Regions from separate parts of the Mus musculus genome. Here region 1 is linked to region 2. Evidence: chromatin contacts called from public Micro-C data. All regions are on one chromosome and are shown on one strand. The core of a region is the stretch at or near the end of the contact, and the rest is flanking DNA. Distances in the headings are between cores, read along the strand shown.

What was found. Hi-C and Micro-C count contacts between places; a contact is called where the count stands out from the background.
Region 1: a contact with region 2 is called in a Micro-C map of embryonic stem cells, with 12 times the contacts expected there. The contact joins the promoter of Chst2 here to the promoter of Zic1 in region 2. A contact is called at or near these places in 1 of 39 promoter capture datasets (embryonic stem cells) and 4 of 484 Hi-C or Micro-C datasets (all in embryonic stem cells).

The regions. Positions count from the first base shown.
Region 1 is chr9:95,404,916-95,408,821 of GRCm38.p6, reverse strand. It overlaps Chst2 (carbohydrate sulfotransferase 2), which reads left to right and starts at 1,552. Exons shown (of 2, transcript NM_018763.2): 1 at 1,552-2,245; 2 at 2,349-3,906. The coding sequence starts at 2,531.
Region 2 is chr9:91,363,912-91,367,639 of GRCm38.p6, reverse strand. It overlaps Zic1 (zinc finger protein of the cerebellum 1), which reads left to right and starts at 1,872. Exons shown (of 3, transcript NM_009573.4): 1 at 1,872-3,604. The coding sequence starts at 2,623. It also overlaps a transcript of Zic4 not described here.

The DNA of each region.
Region 1 (3,906 bases), core at 303-2,802, 4.0 Mb before region 2:
ATATGGATTTCAAAGAACAACTCATAAGGATCATTTCTCTCCTTCCAGCATGTGGATTCCTGGGTTCAAAATTCAGATCTCAGGCTTGGGTGCAAGTGCCTTTACCCATGGAGCCATTTCCCTGGTCCTACATCATACTATTTTTTAAGTTTTAAAACCTGAAATGAAACCCACACAACAACAACAACAACAACAAAAACTGAAACAAAACAAAACAAAAATCCCAAACCAAACTGAAACAAAACCAAACCAGTTAAAGCCATAAAACAATTGAATTAAGTCATTTTTTTTTCAACAATCCCTGTACCCAGAAGATTCTGTACAATACCCTGAAAAAAAAAAAAGTCGTCAATGGCAACGCTTTAAATTTAGGAGGGTCATCAGCCGAGGTGGGCTGCTCCAGGTAGACTATGATAATTTTGCAGTAATTATGTTTTACTTGTAAAAGCTTCTGAGAGACGGGGGGCAATCAGTCTCCCAGTGATCAGTAGTTCACCTCCGGACCGCAATGACTCATCTTTCTGCCCTTCTAGGTGGAAACTGGAGTACAATCTTTCCTATGTGCCCTCTAACCTCCACCCATCCTGTAGCTGTCCCATTTTACAATGGAAGTTTATTCCCTCATCAGCGAAAGAAAAGTATACAAACCAACGCAGACCAAACTAAAAAGTAACTTTCAACGTCCAAAAACGTTTTCCTTTGCGATCAAGTTCTTTGATCTCATCTCTTCCTCTTTAAAGTCAATGGACTCACTATCACACCACAAATTTAAACAAAGCGCCCTCCCCTCCCCCCAGCAGCCCTGTCTCAGAGGGTGTCAGCAGAGGTGGAAACTCCACAAGCCTAGAACATCTGCCGGGCAGGAGGTGGGGGTGGGATCATCGAAACCTTGTGGCCTTGTCCAAATCCAGGACACTCGGAAAGGTTGCGGAGAGGCATACTCTGAAGCCTCTTCAGTGACCCCGGGCCCAGAAAGATTTATTACTTCCTCCTTGAGGGAGAAACCACAAACCCGCTGGAATGGGCTAGCACCAGGGCCAAGGCTTCAGAACTGGGTTCCCGCTGCACACAGCGCTGTTGGGCGGTGCTGCTCGCGTCCTAGGAGGGGACACCAGTGCTGACCGCTGGGGATGAAAGGAGCGTACGTCCGGGGTATTTCTGCTCAAACTTTTATCACCAACTCTTCTCCAGAGCGAATCCTGGGAGCCGAGTCGTGCAGCTACAGAGAACCCAAGTCTCCGGCTGTGCGGGCGAGCTGGGAATCAGGCGCCGGCGCCGCGCCCCGGGCGCACCTAGAGCTCTGTTCTGCTACTAACGGCTGGAGGCCCTAGCAGCGCCTCCTTGAACCGGGTCGCATCTCCAGCCCCTAAGGAGGTGGCGGCGGGAGTCTGGAGCTGCGAGGAGGGCGGGTGTGGGACAGGCAGAGGAGGAGGGGAGCACGGCGAAGGGGAGGAGCCGGGGCGACAGACGGCGGCGCGCACCAACCCCGAGCGGGCTGGCAGGAGCCGCGCAGAGGCCGGCCCGAGCGCGTTGCAGGCGCCCGGCGTAGGGGGAGTCGGGTAGCAGCATCCTCCCGGGCGCCGCTTTAGTGCGGCCGCGGCGGGGGCTTCCTCTGCCTCGGGACCTCGTAGGGCAGAAGCCGCTGGTGACGCGGGGGTGGGGGGTCCCGCTCTTTTGCCTTCAGCTAGGTGTACAGAGTCCTGGGCCAGTCCGCGGCCACGGAGCGCCGGGGCTCGCCTGAGCCGCCCGCCAGGACATCCTCCGGGTGATGGAAGAAGCAGCCGCCGCTGCGGGGCCGCGCTGCACCCTATCCGCGGCCGCCGGAGGGATGGGAAGGTTCGCTACGTGGAGGCCAAGAGAGAGCGATGGAGAGCAGAACAGCCTGGAGCTGGGGCGTATGTAAGCCACCCCCCACTGTCGCCTCCTGCCTGCTTCGTGCCCCAGAGCCTGGAGGGAAGCAGCGGTCCCGAGAGACCTAAGGAGACGTCGCTGGAGCCGGGACGCGCCGCGCTCGGTGGAGCGCAGAGCTGGGCTCCGGGCCCGGTGAAAGTTTCCCCTCCCGGGGTGCAGGGCGCCCGCTGCTGGAAAACTCTGCCTAGGGCTAGGGCAGCGGAGTCTCGCGGCTCCCTCGAAGGCTTGGGGACCCCTAGCAGAAGAGAACCGGAGAGAAACCGAGGAGAGTGCTAGCCGGACAGTCCGCCGGTCGGGGATCTGGGGACGCTCCGAGGCGCACCCTCCGCTCCAGGTGAGTGGAGGAGCCCGCAGACTAGAGGGTGGGCGTTACTCAGGCGGAGGAGGCATCTGGACCGGAGACTGGGCTCACCCATTCACTCCGCTTCCCCTCGCAGGTCCTTCTCGGAGCCGCTGCCATGGGAGAGCCAGCCCTGGGCGCCGGGGACCAGCAGCCTCTGCCGCCGCGCCCGCCTCGGATCGGCGGCCCCAGTCCCGGCGCCCGCAGCCGGCCTGCAGCGTCCCCCTCCTGGGCTGCAGGGCCGCCTCCGCCGCGCCGCCGGCCCCGGCTGTGCCTGTGATGAGCCGCAGCTCGCCGCGAGCTCTGCCCCCCGGTGCGCTTCCCCGGCCGCTGCCGGCCGCGCCTGCCGCCGTGCAGCGGGCCCTGCTCCCGCCGTGGCCCCGGCGCGCAGGACGCCGCTGGCCTGCGTCCCCGCTCGGGATGAAGGTATTTCGCAGGAAGGCGCTGGTGCTGTGCGCGGGCTATGCACTGCTACTGGTGCTCACGATGCTCAACCTCTTGGACTACAAGTGGCATAAAGAGCCGCTGCAGCAGTGCAACCCCGACGGGCCTCTGGGTGCCGCGGTAGGGGCGGCCGGGGCCGGCTGGGGACGGCCGGGGTCGCCTCCTGCAGCGCCACCCCGCGCTCACTCTCGCATGGACCCCCGCACCCCGTACCGCCCTCCTGCCGCGGGCGTGGGGGCAGTTCCCGCAGCCGCGGCTGGGAGTGCAGGAGCTGCGGCCTCTCTGGGCAATGCTACTCGAGGCACCAGGGGTGGAGGGGACAAGCGGCAGTTGGTGTATGTGTTCACCACGTGGCGCTCGGGCTCGTCCTTCTTCGGTGAGCTCTTCAACCAGAACCCTGAGGTGTTCTTCCTCTATGAGCCTGTGTGGCACGTGTGGCAAAAACTGTACCCCGGGGACGCCGTTTCCCTGCAGGGGGCAGCGCGGGACATGCTGAGCGCTCTCTACCGCTGCGATCTTTCGGTTTTCCAGCTGTATAGCCCCGCAGGCAGTGGGGGGCGCAACCTCACCACTCTGGGCATCTTTGGGGCAGCCACTAACAAGGTGGTATGCTCCTCGCCACTCTGTCCTGCCTACCGCAAGGAGGTCGTCGGACTGGTGGACGACCGCGTGTGCAAAAAGTGCCCACCTCAACGCCTGGCACGCTTCGAGGAGGAGTGTCGCAAGTACCGCACGCTGGTTATCAAGGGCGTGCGGGTCTTCGATGTGGCTGTGTTGGCGCCGCTGCTTAAAGATCCAGCCTTGGACCTCAAGGTCATCCACCTAGTACGTGATCCTCGTGCTGTTGCCAGCTCCCGCATCCGCTCGCGTCACGGCCTCATCCGGGAAAGCCTACAGGTGGTGCGAAGCCGGGATCCAAGAGCCCACCGCATGCCCTTCCTGGAGGCTGCTGGCCACAAGCTTGGTGCCAAGAAGGAGGGTATGGGTGGCCCAGCAGACTACCACGCTCTGGGTGCAATGGAGGTCATCTGCAACAGTATGGCCAAGACGCTGCAAACAGCCCTGCAGCCTCCTGACTGGCTGCAGGGACACTACTTGGTGGTGAGGTACGAGGATCTGGTGGGAGACCCCGTTAAGACCCTACGGAGGGTATATGACTTTGTGGGGCTGCTGGTGAGTCCCGAAATGGAGCAGTTTGCCCTGAACATGAC
Region 2 (3,728 bases), core at 623-3,122:
GTATAAATGTCGCCCGGTTTAATTGATTGAGTTACAGGGATTTTCCCCCTGCTTTTACGTGCCATACCCCTCTACCTTTCAACAATCATTTTAATATATAGTCAATGGTTCTTTGTGGATGGGACAAAAAGCAACTACGCGCAGTTGTTGAATAGACTTTGCGCTGGGCAAAGACAGGTTAATCGAGGGCCGCATCGCGAAAACAAGCGAGTGTTGTATGTTTGCACGGAATCCAAATGTCTGCATTTTCCTAACTAAATCAAAGGGAGTGTTATTTCTTTTTCTGCTCACTCATCTGAAGGTAAGTAAATTTTCTCTGGCGATCAAAAGCCTGGTTGGCAACAAAGACCGCGCCCGCTTTTTCCACCGTCTTGTTGTGGCAAGTTGCGGAATTTCAATAACTGTGACAAGGGTGACTGATTTGTGAACTGGAAAAGGTTTGAATGTCACAAAATTTACATTGGTCCTATCTACCGGGGATTTAAATACCAAAAAAGTATTCCGGGATCTCTAGGGAGCTTTGGGAGATCCAGAGGAACAATGGCGCGTTGGGAAATTTACAGTTTTACCTGAATGAAAGGGACTGGGATGGGAATGGGAGGGCAGAGTGAGCGAGTTGGGGGTGGGAGCAAGCCACACAACGGACCAGACCGGAGGGGAAAAAAAAGGAAAAAAAAATGAGGGGAGAGGGAGATCGGCAACAAGGTTTCCAAACTGCCATTAAAAACAGAAAACAAAACCCAATCCGACAAACCTCAGGAACCAGGAAAAGTTTAAGAGATCCATCCACCTGTGTTTGGGGGTGAGTGGGCATGCAGGAAGGAAGTCTGCAAAACTGAGGCTGTGAAAGACACCAAGAAATCACGTTTCTAGGAAAGAGCTTGCCCTCGCGCTCCCGAATCTTAAATTATAAACAGGAGAGAGGCCCGTCAAAAAGGAAGCAAACTTCAAAAGAAGCAAATAACAAAAGCTTCCTTTGCTGCCCGGGGGGGGGGGGGGGGGGGGGAGGGTGGAGAAGGGGAGGGAGGGAGAAAAGAAAGTTGCTGAGTCCGGACATTCTGGAAGTGCCTTTGGGGTGTTTCTCGGCTGGTCCCCCCCCAACTGCTGCTCTCGGAGACGCCGGGGGTCTCCAGTCTTTAAACGCTCTGCAGAGGTTTGAAGGAGAGTGGCTCAGGGATGGGGAGGCAAGGGGGGAGGGGAGTGGGGAGGGAAAGAAACAGAGGGAGGGGAGAAAGGGGGACATTAGAAGGAGGGAGAGGAAAGTGTGTGGCGGGGAGGGGGGAGAACATAGAACAAGAAGCAAAACCTAGAGAAGGAGGGGTAGGAGGCAGCGAGGAAGGGGAGGGAGGGAATGAGGGAGGGAGGGAGGAAGGTAAGGAGAGGGGGAGAGACAGGGAGAGGAGGGAGAGAGAGAGAGAGAGAGAGAGAGAGAGAGAGAGAGAGAGAGAGAGAGAGAGAGAGAGAGAGAGAGGAGAGGAGAAGAGAAGAGAAGAGAAGAGAAGAGAAGATGAGAGGGAAAAGAAATCGTGGCATTTTTTTCCTTCCGTGAGAAGAGGGGGAAAAAATTTGCTAGGGGGGAAAAAAAAGTTGCTACTCCTGGCAGCCCTGTTAGTCAAAAGGGGATGTCAAGCGCTTTACAATACCTGGGATTGATGAGGCGGGCGGGCCAATGAGCAGCGCGCGGCGCCACCGCGCGCCCTTCGTTGGCGCGGCGGCCCCGGGCGGGGTGTGTGGGGGGATTGCCGCCTCACCAATCCTCGCCCGCGTCGGTCGCACGTGACCCCTCCCCCTGCTCCCATTCATCAGGGGGGGGGGGGGACGACGACGGTGTCGTCCTTTCAATTCATTTATCTGCAGGAATGATTGCTGCTATCAGTCTCGCGCTCACCGCCCGGCTGAGGAGGTGAAAGTTTCTCCCCAGGAAGATAAACCGCAAAAGACAATATTGTGCATGATTTGCGCCTTTTCTTTTCTTTTTTCTCCCCCTCCTTTTTTTTTTTTTTTCAAAAAGCAGAGAGGGGGAAAAAGGGAGAGTTGAAGGATCGAGGAGGAGAGCCTGAGAGAGAGAGAGAGAGAGAGAGAGAGAGAGAGAGAAGAGAGAGAGAGAGAGAGAGAGAGAGAGAGAGAGAGAGAGTGAGAGAGAGAGAGACTGAGACTAGTGGAGAAGTGAGGAGGGGCGCGCTGCGCGAGGAGACAGGGCGAGCAGTGGCGGCTCTGGCGTTCACATTCCTCTATGCCACAAATCCGGGAAGAAGTTTTATTGGGGGGCTGAGATGTTCTATGCCTTTCCCCGGGCAGCCTTGATTCGAGGCCCTCTCGGCAGAGACTGAGCGGCGAGAAAGTGAGAGCCCGGCCCGCGCGGTTCGAGCGGCTGGCGCTGGAGCCCGCCTTCTACCGGCCGGCAGTCATCTCTCTTGCCTGCCTTTGGCCGGGCGGGTGCCGGCTAGCGCCTGGCCGTTGCCTGCTGGCTGAGACTTCGTTAGGTGGGTCGACTCCCCCTCCCTCCTCCTCTTCTTCCTCCTCTTCCTCCGCCTCCCGTTCCTCCTCCTCCTGATCTTCCCTCCTTGGCGGGCGAGGGTGGGGGGGGGCGGGGGAGGCCGGGGCTTGCCCCGTGCAGCCACGATGCTCCTGGACGCCGGACCCCAGTATCCCGCGATTGGTGTGACCACCTTTGGTGCATCCCGGCACCACTCGGCGGGCGACGTGGCCGAGAGAGACGTGGGCCTGGGTATCAACCCGTTCGCCGACGGCATGGGCGCCTTCAAGCTCAACCCCAGTTCGCACGAACTGGCCTCGGCTGGCCAGACAGCCTTCACGTCGCAGGCTCCGGGCTACGCCGCTGCTGCGGCCCTGGGCCACCATCACCACCCCGGCCACGTCGGCTCCTACTCCAGCGCTGCTTTCAATTCTACCCGGGACTTTCTGTTCCGCAACCGGGGCTTCGGCGACGCGGCGGCGGCAGCTAGCGCCCAGCACAGTCTCTTCGCTGCTTCGGCCGGCGGCTTTGGGGGCCCACACGGCCATACGGACGCCGCGGGCCACCTCCTTTTTTCTGGGCTTCACGAGCAGGCGGCTGGCCACGCTTCGCCCAACGTGGTTAACGGGCAGATGCGGCTAGGTTTCTCCGGGGACATGTACCCACGGCCGGAACAGTACGGCCAGGTGACCAGCCCGCGATCCGAGCACTATGCTGCCCCGCAGCTTCACGGCTATGGGCCCATGAACGTGAACATGGCTGCACATCACGGGGCTGGAGCCTTCTTCCGCTATATGCGCCAACCCATCAAGCAAGAGCTTATCTGTAAATGGATCGAGCCGGAGCAGCTGGCCAACCCCAAAAAGTCGTGCAACAAAACTTTCAGCACCATGCACGAGCTGGTCACGCACGTCACGGTGGAGCACGTCGGCGGCCCAGAGCAGAGCAACCACATCTGCTTCTGGGAGGAGTGTCCACGCGAGGGCAAGCCCTTCAAAGCCAAATACAAACTGGTCAACCACATCCGAGTGCACACAGGCGAAAAGCCTTTTCCCTGCCCGTTTCCTGGCTGCGGCAAGGTTTTCGCGCGTTCAGAGAACCTCAAGATCCACAAAAGGACACACACAGGTATGGAAATTAATGTAGGACACTCTACCTCCCACCCAGGCTGGGCCTGAGATTCCAAAGTTGGGGGAAGAGAGGCACAAATCCAGCCTCAGTGGGGTCTGGGCCTCAGGTTCCTGGAGGCAGG